Linked DNA regions of Anser cygnoides: region 1 is linked to region 2. Evidence: chromatin contacts called from public Hi-C data. All regions are on one chromosome and are shown on one strand. The core of a region is the stretch at or near the end of the contact, and the rest is flanking DNA. Distances in the headings are between cores, read along the strand shown. Region 1 holds the start of ANAPC7 (anaphase promoting complex subunit 7). Region 2 holds the start of IFT81 (intraflagellar transport 81).

The links. A called contact is a pair of places that touch in the nucleus more often than the background predicts.
Region 1: a contact with region 2 is called in a Hi-C map of liver, with 2.3 times the contacts expected there. The contact joins the promoter of ANAPC7 here to the promoter of IFT81 in region 2. A contact is called at or near these places in 4 of 7 Hi-C or Micro-C datasets (granulosa cells and liver).

The regions. Positions count from the first base shown.
Region 1 is chr17:3,325,994-3,329,740 of Taihu_goose_T2T_genome, forward strand. ANAPC7 (anaphase promoting complex subunit 7) reads right to left here and starts at 2,217. Exons shown (of 11, transcript XM_013173346.3): 1 at 1,992-2,217; 2 at 1,441-1,627; 3 at 999-1,118. The coding sequence starts at 2,092. It overlaps ARPC3 (actin related protein 2/3 complex subunit 3), which reads right to left. Exons shown (of 7, transcript XM_048073652.2): 7 at 3,406-3,747.
Region 2 is chr17:3,186,900-3,190,296 of Taihu_goose_T2T_genome, forward strand. It overlaps IFT81 (intraflagellar transport 81), which reads left to right and starts at 1,861. Exons shown (of 21, transcript XR_010825530.1): 1 at 1,861-2,214; 2 at 3,032-3,135. It overlaps LOC106031147 (P2X purinoceptor 4), which reads right to left and starts at 1,756. Exons shown (of 16, transcript XR_010825536.1): 1 at 276-1,756.

The DNA of each region.
Region 1 (3,747 bases), core at 967-3,466, 140 kb after region 2:
CAATTACTTTTCTGCTACAATACTTCATTTTACTAGTGTGTATAGGTTAAAAGTTTTCTTTCCTTAATCTTTTCTTCTTTTTCTGCTCTGCAATTTGGTCTTTAAACAGAACACCTATACATTACCAGAGCCTAAGCCACATACACTGCTTTAAGATAAAACATAGATGATTGAGTTGATGCATTTATCTTTTAAGCCCTTATGACATAACAGAGCCAGAAGGCACAGACTCAACATATTTAGCACTGCAGTCCACAATGGGATCTAAATATTTAGCGTTATCTAAACTGTTATTAAGAAGGATGTAGTGAACTGGAAAGACGGAGCATTGGTGTTCCTACTGTTTGCCAAAGTCTTCATCCTTTCAAGCATCTCGCATTGCTCAAACCATACAATAAGAAATGATGTGCTACTCCTTACACATTCTGGATTCAAGAACGTATTAAAACACTTGCTCAATTTTAACAATCACAGTTTAGCAGGTTCAGTTGACTGCCTAACAGTGAAACAGCACAGAACAGTCAGCCTTGCAAGGTAACTAGGCTACAAGTGTATCCCCTTCAGCTCCAGCTGGTGACAGCATGCCTTTCCTGTCCAGCGATACACAGCTCTTCCATGGAGGCTAGGACTCTGCCTAGCTACATCCACAAAGTAAAGTACGTTACGTTAAACCTGTACTTGGCTCTCACTTTTAGAGCCCCACTTCAAAACCAGAGCAAATTATTCAGATATCTCGCACTCACTCGCTAACTTGCCGTAATTGAACAGCTTACAATCATATAAACTTTTTTTCCTGGTAGAAGTGACACACATTTGTTGAGAGTAATCGCTCTTTGCCCTATGAAAACTACTCATAACAACATCCAAGAAAGAATGGACGATGGATGGATGATACAGATTTCAAGCTCTATTATACTCAGAGACTACATTGCTTTACTGGCCTAAGGATTAGAAATACACCGACCAAGGACTTGTGACAAACATCTGCCAGAACAAACCTTTGGGGTTCTCTGTCTGGAAGGAATCCCATCCAGAATAGCAATGGCATCTTTATCTTGCTTCAGCATTGTATAGCATTCAGCCATTTTATATTTCACTTCAATTTCAGACGGTAAACACTGAAATAAAACACAAACATTAAGCACTTTACAGTCACATAAGAAACGTAAATAAGGTCGCCTCATAAAATGTTTAAAATACGTTAGAAAAGTCTAGTGCAAGAAAGTTAAAAACGCAACTGACTGGTTCTCATGTCTTCAAAAAGCATGAATTGCACATATAAAACTCACGTTCCAAGACCAAATTAAGCTTTCCATTAGAAAAGAGGCTTATTTGACATGATAAATCCACAATCTAACACTACATCATTAAATCAGCAACATTAACTGAACAGAGGGGGCCTGATCATTTTATGCAGCACATTAGTCAGTTTTGAAATACCTGGCTTTGGGGGGTTGATGCAGCATTCCCAGTAGAAGGTCTTACTTTTGAAGTTTTACTTAAAGCCTTTTTCTGCTGCAAGGCCATTGTGTACTTACTGACAGCATTTCTATATTCCTTATCATGGAAAAGAGAATCCGCGTGATATACGAGAAGTTGGTATTTCTGAGATGGTGAAAACAGTTCCCTAGGAAAAAATGCAAACAGACTAAGTTCAGCAAAGAGCCAAAGAGATTCCAAAGCATGTGAAGCTTGCTTGTCTGCCTTCAATTTCCAAATGTTGCTGCTCCCTTGCTGCACTGGGAGGGCCCCTGGGTAACAGGTACAACTCCTCACAAAGGTGCTACCTTCCCATGTTGAGCAGTGAGGGTTTCAGAAGGGGATTCTGGCGTTAATTAGTAGCTCAAACAACTCTCCATAACATACAGGCGCACAGAGGCCACTGTAGGCAGGGAGAGCCCTAACACTGAGCCCTCCTCCTCCTCCTCCTGCCCCTGCCCGCAGGCTCCCCGCGGGCCTCCCCCTCAGCCGCCGGCGGGAGGGCCACTCACGGGTTGTTGCCGCTCATCGTCAGGAGAAGCCCGCTGAGGAGCCGCACGTTCGAGTGGAGCCCGGCGGAGGCCATCTCCCGGACGTGCTCCACCACGCTCATGACGGCGGCGGGAGGGCACGGCAAGGAGAAACGGAGCCGGGAGGGAGCCGGGAGGGAGCCGGGAGGGGACCGGAAAGAGAGGAGGAACGGATCGGGGCCACCACAGCCGCTTCAAAATGGCGCCGTCGCAGGGGCCTCACGCGACGCCGCCTCCGCCGCTGCCCTGACGGCGGGCGCGCGGCCCGACAGGCGCTCGGCAGGGCAGCCCGCGGGCGGGGCCAAGGCCCCCCGATAGCTCCGCCCGCGCAGCGGCGCCTTCCCTCAGTCGGCTGTAGGGCGGGTGGGTGGTAGGAGTAGGGGGATTATGTCAGGCTTGGCAGTGTGTCATGGGGGCTGGAGGAGACCTTCTCCGGCTCAGCAGTGTTTTGTGTAAAAAGATTTAGACTCTGTATCTGCAGAGCTCTTAAACCTAGCCGTTTTTCCTCTCAAAACCGAATTTTCTACCAAAACTTCATTAGCTATTGGCTGTGGCAGCTAAGTGTGACAGGTCTTGGAGATGACGGAGGTTCTGCCTGTAAAAATAGACAGCTGAGAAGAAAGACCCTTTAAAACCCAGGTTTATTCTGGGACATAGAAAAAACACTTTAACTTGAGCCACCATTAACTATGAGGCATGGAACTGCCTCTCAAGAGCGGTCAACCTCACACAGCAACAAGATAAAACCTGTGTTGGGAGTTTTTTCTTTCATCAACTTAATTTTTTCCACTCCCTTACCTACTGTGAAAGGGAGTAAAATGTGTAAAATGTAAAACGTGGCTACTCTACAAGCATTACTGCCACTGACAGCAGGAGGAGCTGTCGGCTCGAGGCCACCACAGCTCTCAGTGACTGCGCCGAGCAGCCCAGTGTTAAGGAACGCAAAGTTATGGTGGTGCTGTACGGCGGCAATGAAACAAGCATTGCCACAACGTTTTGCCACAACTGCAATTTTCTGTCTAGAAAATAAAATGAACTCACATTTGCAGATCTTCAGGAAGCCATCAGAGTGATCAAAACAATTTTTGCTGCTACCATGTGCTCATTATGTTTGACCAAATCTGCCATCACAAAGGCAGCCTTGGACTAAGGTGTATGTAATCTGCCTACATTACTCTTTGAAGACGTTAAAACATCTTCAGAGCACTGCTCTGCAGAGGAAGATGTTAAATAACGGGGACACTGCTGGAGACTACAGCCTCTGCATTAATCTTGTTTACAATAAGAATGATTCACTTCTTTCTGATTACTTTACCATTAAACAATAATGATGGCCTTTTCACCAAAATTTTAATTTTATTTCTTTGAAAGCTATCCATAAGACATAAAGCAGGTATCACATTAATTACAAGCTAAGTTTATTGAAAAAAGGTAAAAATCATTGTACTTTAACACGTGATATTGAGACTCTAGCCAGCAGAGCAATTACATACGCCCCCAGGCACACACATTTCTCCTGTTCAAACAAAAGCCCTGTTTTAAATGCTAGCTGTAACCACTGATAATAAAGCAGCCTGCATCTGAAACAGCACATTAGAAATCTTTTATTAAGCACCAGCTTAATATTTGCTTACAGTACTCAATGTTCTTTTTGCTTTAACTTCTTTTTACCTCTCATTGATTATTTTTTTCTTCATAAGCACTTAATTCTTCCTTGGTACAAAACATATCCAAAAAA
Region 2 (3,397 bases), core at 611-3,110:
GAGCCCTATCCAGAGAATTGGACAGAGCTCCAGGGCAGCACTGTTGTAACAACTCACTAGTCATTAGGAAACTTTGCTTGAAATCCTGTATAAGTCTCCATGCAAACTAACTTGGGAATTTGGAAAATGCCTGCAGAATTATACAACAAATACGTATGAACACTGGCCTTCAGTTCTGTGAGACCTGATCCAGGCATCACATCACGTCAGTTAAGATCCGAGTTCATGGATTTTCACCACAACGGTGATACAATCTCATGATCTTTTTTTCTTACCTTGGTGTTTTCTAATTTTCAAACACCCTTCCTCTTCTTTGTCATCTCTGTAACACTAAGGAGACATGCGAAGAGGGGAACTGTCCTTTACTTCTTAGGTCTGAGGAGTGGAAGACTTAAAGAGAATCAGAGCAGCACCCTCCCACTGTACCCAGCCCAGATCCAGATCCCTCTCACTGCCCTCGGCACTGCAGGCACAATCCATTCTCTCCCCTGTACAGAGGCCTGAGGTAAGGATGTGTTTCCGTATTTGCAGAAACACGGCATTTCTCCAGCATTACTGCCCGGGATCCATGGATCTACCACTTCCTATTACCTTTCCATGCAGCCTACAGGGAGCAGAACTGGTCCCCAGTGCCTTCATGGGAAATACCCTTTTCATTTGCTCCCTCTGTGTATTCTATATGCTCAAAATACTCATCAGAAGAAAAGCGTAACTGATACCAGGAAAGCATGTCAAGGGAAAGTAGATCTCTTCTGGGAACTTGTAGGTAGATACGATTCCTAAAGGTCAGTATACAGACTGAAAGCACAAAGGAAACATGATCTGGTTTTTAAAGTTCAAATCCAGGAGTCAGGAGACTCGGATTATGTTCCTGGCTTTCATGCGCAATCAAAAGCTCCTCATCCATCCCCTCTGTGACTGAGTTTATCCAGTTAAAAGCTAGGACAGCAATGTAGTGTCACTTTTCAGGCTCTCAGAGAAGATCAGTAAATTAGGATTTTATGAAGCATTTTATATTACTGAGAAGGAAGAAAGGAGCTAATCTAAGATAGACGCAGTACTTAGAATTGCAAAGCGTTACATTTATGATTGCTATTTACTGAATAAAATTCCGCAGTGATTTACAACCTGTGCATTTCAATTGGCACCAATTTAATATGACTCACTGCATATTTTACTCCATCATCTGTGGACTCACGTGGGCTTCTAAGACAATCCAAAAAGCTAATTGTAGTCGCAGAGGCTCCAAAATCCACCTATTTAAGGTCTAAACGTGTTTTTTGAAGGATCTGCAATTAAAAAAAGTGCAAATTGGAGATACCACTTTCATGAACAAGCTCCGGAGTCTTATTTTTGATTGTTTGGTATTTTTGAAGCTCCTGTCCTCATTCAGATGTGGTATTGCTCACACTGACTAAGTGCTTATTGCTCTGCTGAGGCACACTGACAACCCAAGGACATAATTTGCCATTCCCCCCTCACGAAGCACCCCGTTTTCCACACAGATCCCCTGTGCTTTCCTCCACAGAACTGAGACAACCCTTCCAGTCACGCACGCCAGCCCCATTTGCCATCTTTTTATCGTGCCAACGACCACCGGAAACGCTAACTGGGTAACTACATCAACGTATTTATACATCTACACGCCGCAGCATCCCCCTAACAAACGGGGATGCTAATTATACGCGTTAAAGGGTGAATACATTCCACCACCGCCCCGCGCCGCTCTGCGCATGCGCAGCCCCCCTCCCGCTCTCGGCCCCTCTGCAGCCGCCCCGGCGCGTTGGCTGAAGCGCGCGCGCGGCAGCGTCGGAAGTGACGCCATCGCCCCGGCCTGGCAACCGTTACCATGGTAACCGGGAGGCGCTGAGGGGAGGTGAAGGCCTCGGCGCCTCAGGGCGCTACCCCCTGAGGGTCTCCGAGGGTCCCGGCCCTTCCTTCGGAGCCGTGGGGCTGAAAAAGGCCTCGCCGAGGTGGTGCCTGGCCCCTGCAGCCCTCCCCCGGTCCCGCCGAGGCCTCCTCACATCACCTCCGGCCGTGCCGCCGAGGCTCGCTCCCCCGGCCGCCACCATGAGTGACCAAATGCAGTTCATTGTTGAGAAGCTCAATCAGGAGCCCTTCAGGAAGAGCTACAATCTGATCACGTTTGACTCCTTGGAGTCCATGCAGCTCTTGCAGCTGCTCAATGATGTGCTGGGGGAGATTGACCCGAAGGTAAGGAGGGCAATCGGAGCTGCTCAGGCCTGGGGAACTGCAAGCATCACGGACGGGCTCGTCACAAAAACTGCGCAGAATGCTTTTATTTAGGCCTGTTCCTTGTGGCATGTTTGGTTTACCAAAATAGCCTGTATGAATCTTCCTGGAAATAAATGTGCCTGGCAAGAATCCTTTTTGCCTCTACATCAACGTGCTTTTGGCAAACAAGCAAACGGTTCTTGGGCCAGGGATACTGGACCCTTGCCCCCTAGAGTCTGATGACTATATTTTATCTTGGGAATCAGGACACAAGATCTTAAATTGCTTCACACTGACAATGACTCCATTCTTAAGTCAAAAGTCAGGCTGTGTCTTGCTCACTTGCACAGGACAGGGACTGACCAAGAACTGAGCCTTGTGATTTCTCAGTTGCAATAGATATCGAGTTGTTAACTGCCTCTGCCTCGAGGCTACCAAAGATGTGTATGAGATTAGAAGGGATCATTCACAGACCTGGGGTGCAGATACATGTGCCTTGGTCTGGTAGGATCCCAGAGTTCCTTGGTGGCAGCAGATGGTTTGTCTGTATAGAAGCGGTCCTGTGAGCAGGGAGAACATATGCCTAGAATAAAATTACCTAAATACACATGTAGGAGAAAAATCTGTTAAAGAGAATCAGAGCTTGGTGATAAAAATGAATGTTCTGTATGGAACATCTCACTTCATTGATGTATCATATGATAAGTAGATGAAGTCAATTCTTTTAATGTTACCAGTTAATTAACATGACTTGAACAAATACTTAGTGTTTATTTGTTTATTTACAACTATGTAGCATGTTGTTGACATCAGAGAGGAGCTGCCAGAGCAAACAGCTAAAAGAATGTTGACTCTCCTTGGTATCCTTAAATACAAACCTCCAGGAAGTATATCAGACTTGTAAGTATCTTTTTGTCTATAAATTGCAGCAAAATGTGCGTTACATATTATGTGCAATGACCTTTACTTCAGTAGTTTTTAAAATTTTTGACCTTGACTATCCAAACGGGCACCTGTAGCGCTTCAGAGATTGTTCCTCGACTGTCCCAATGGCATATGGCTCCGGTGGTGGCAGCAGAAGCCTCCTGCGGGTGTAGGGCAGCCTCTGGGGCCCTGCTGCGGTGGCCGCCGTGCCCGAGACCTGCTGCGGCAGCTGCTATTG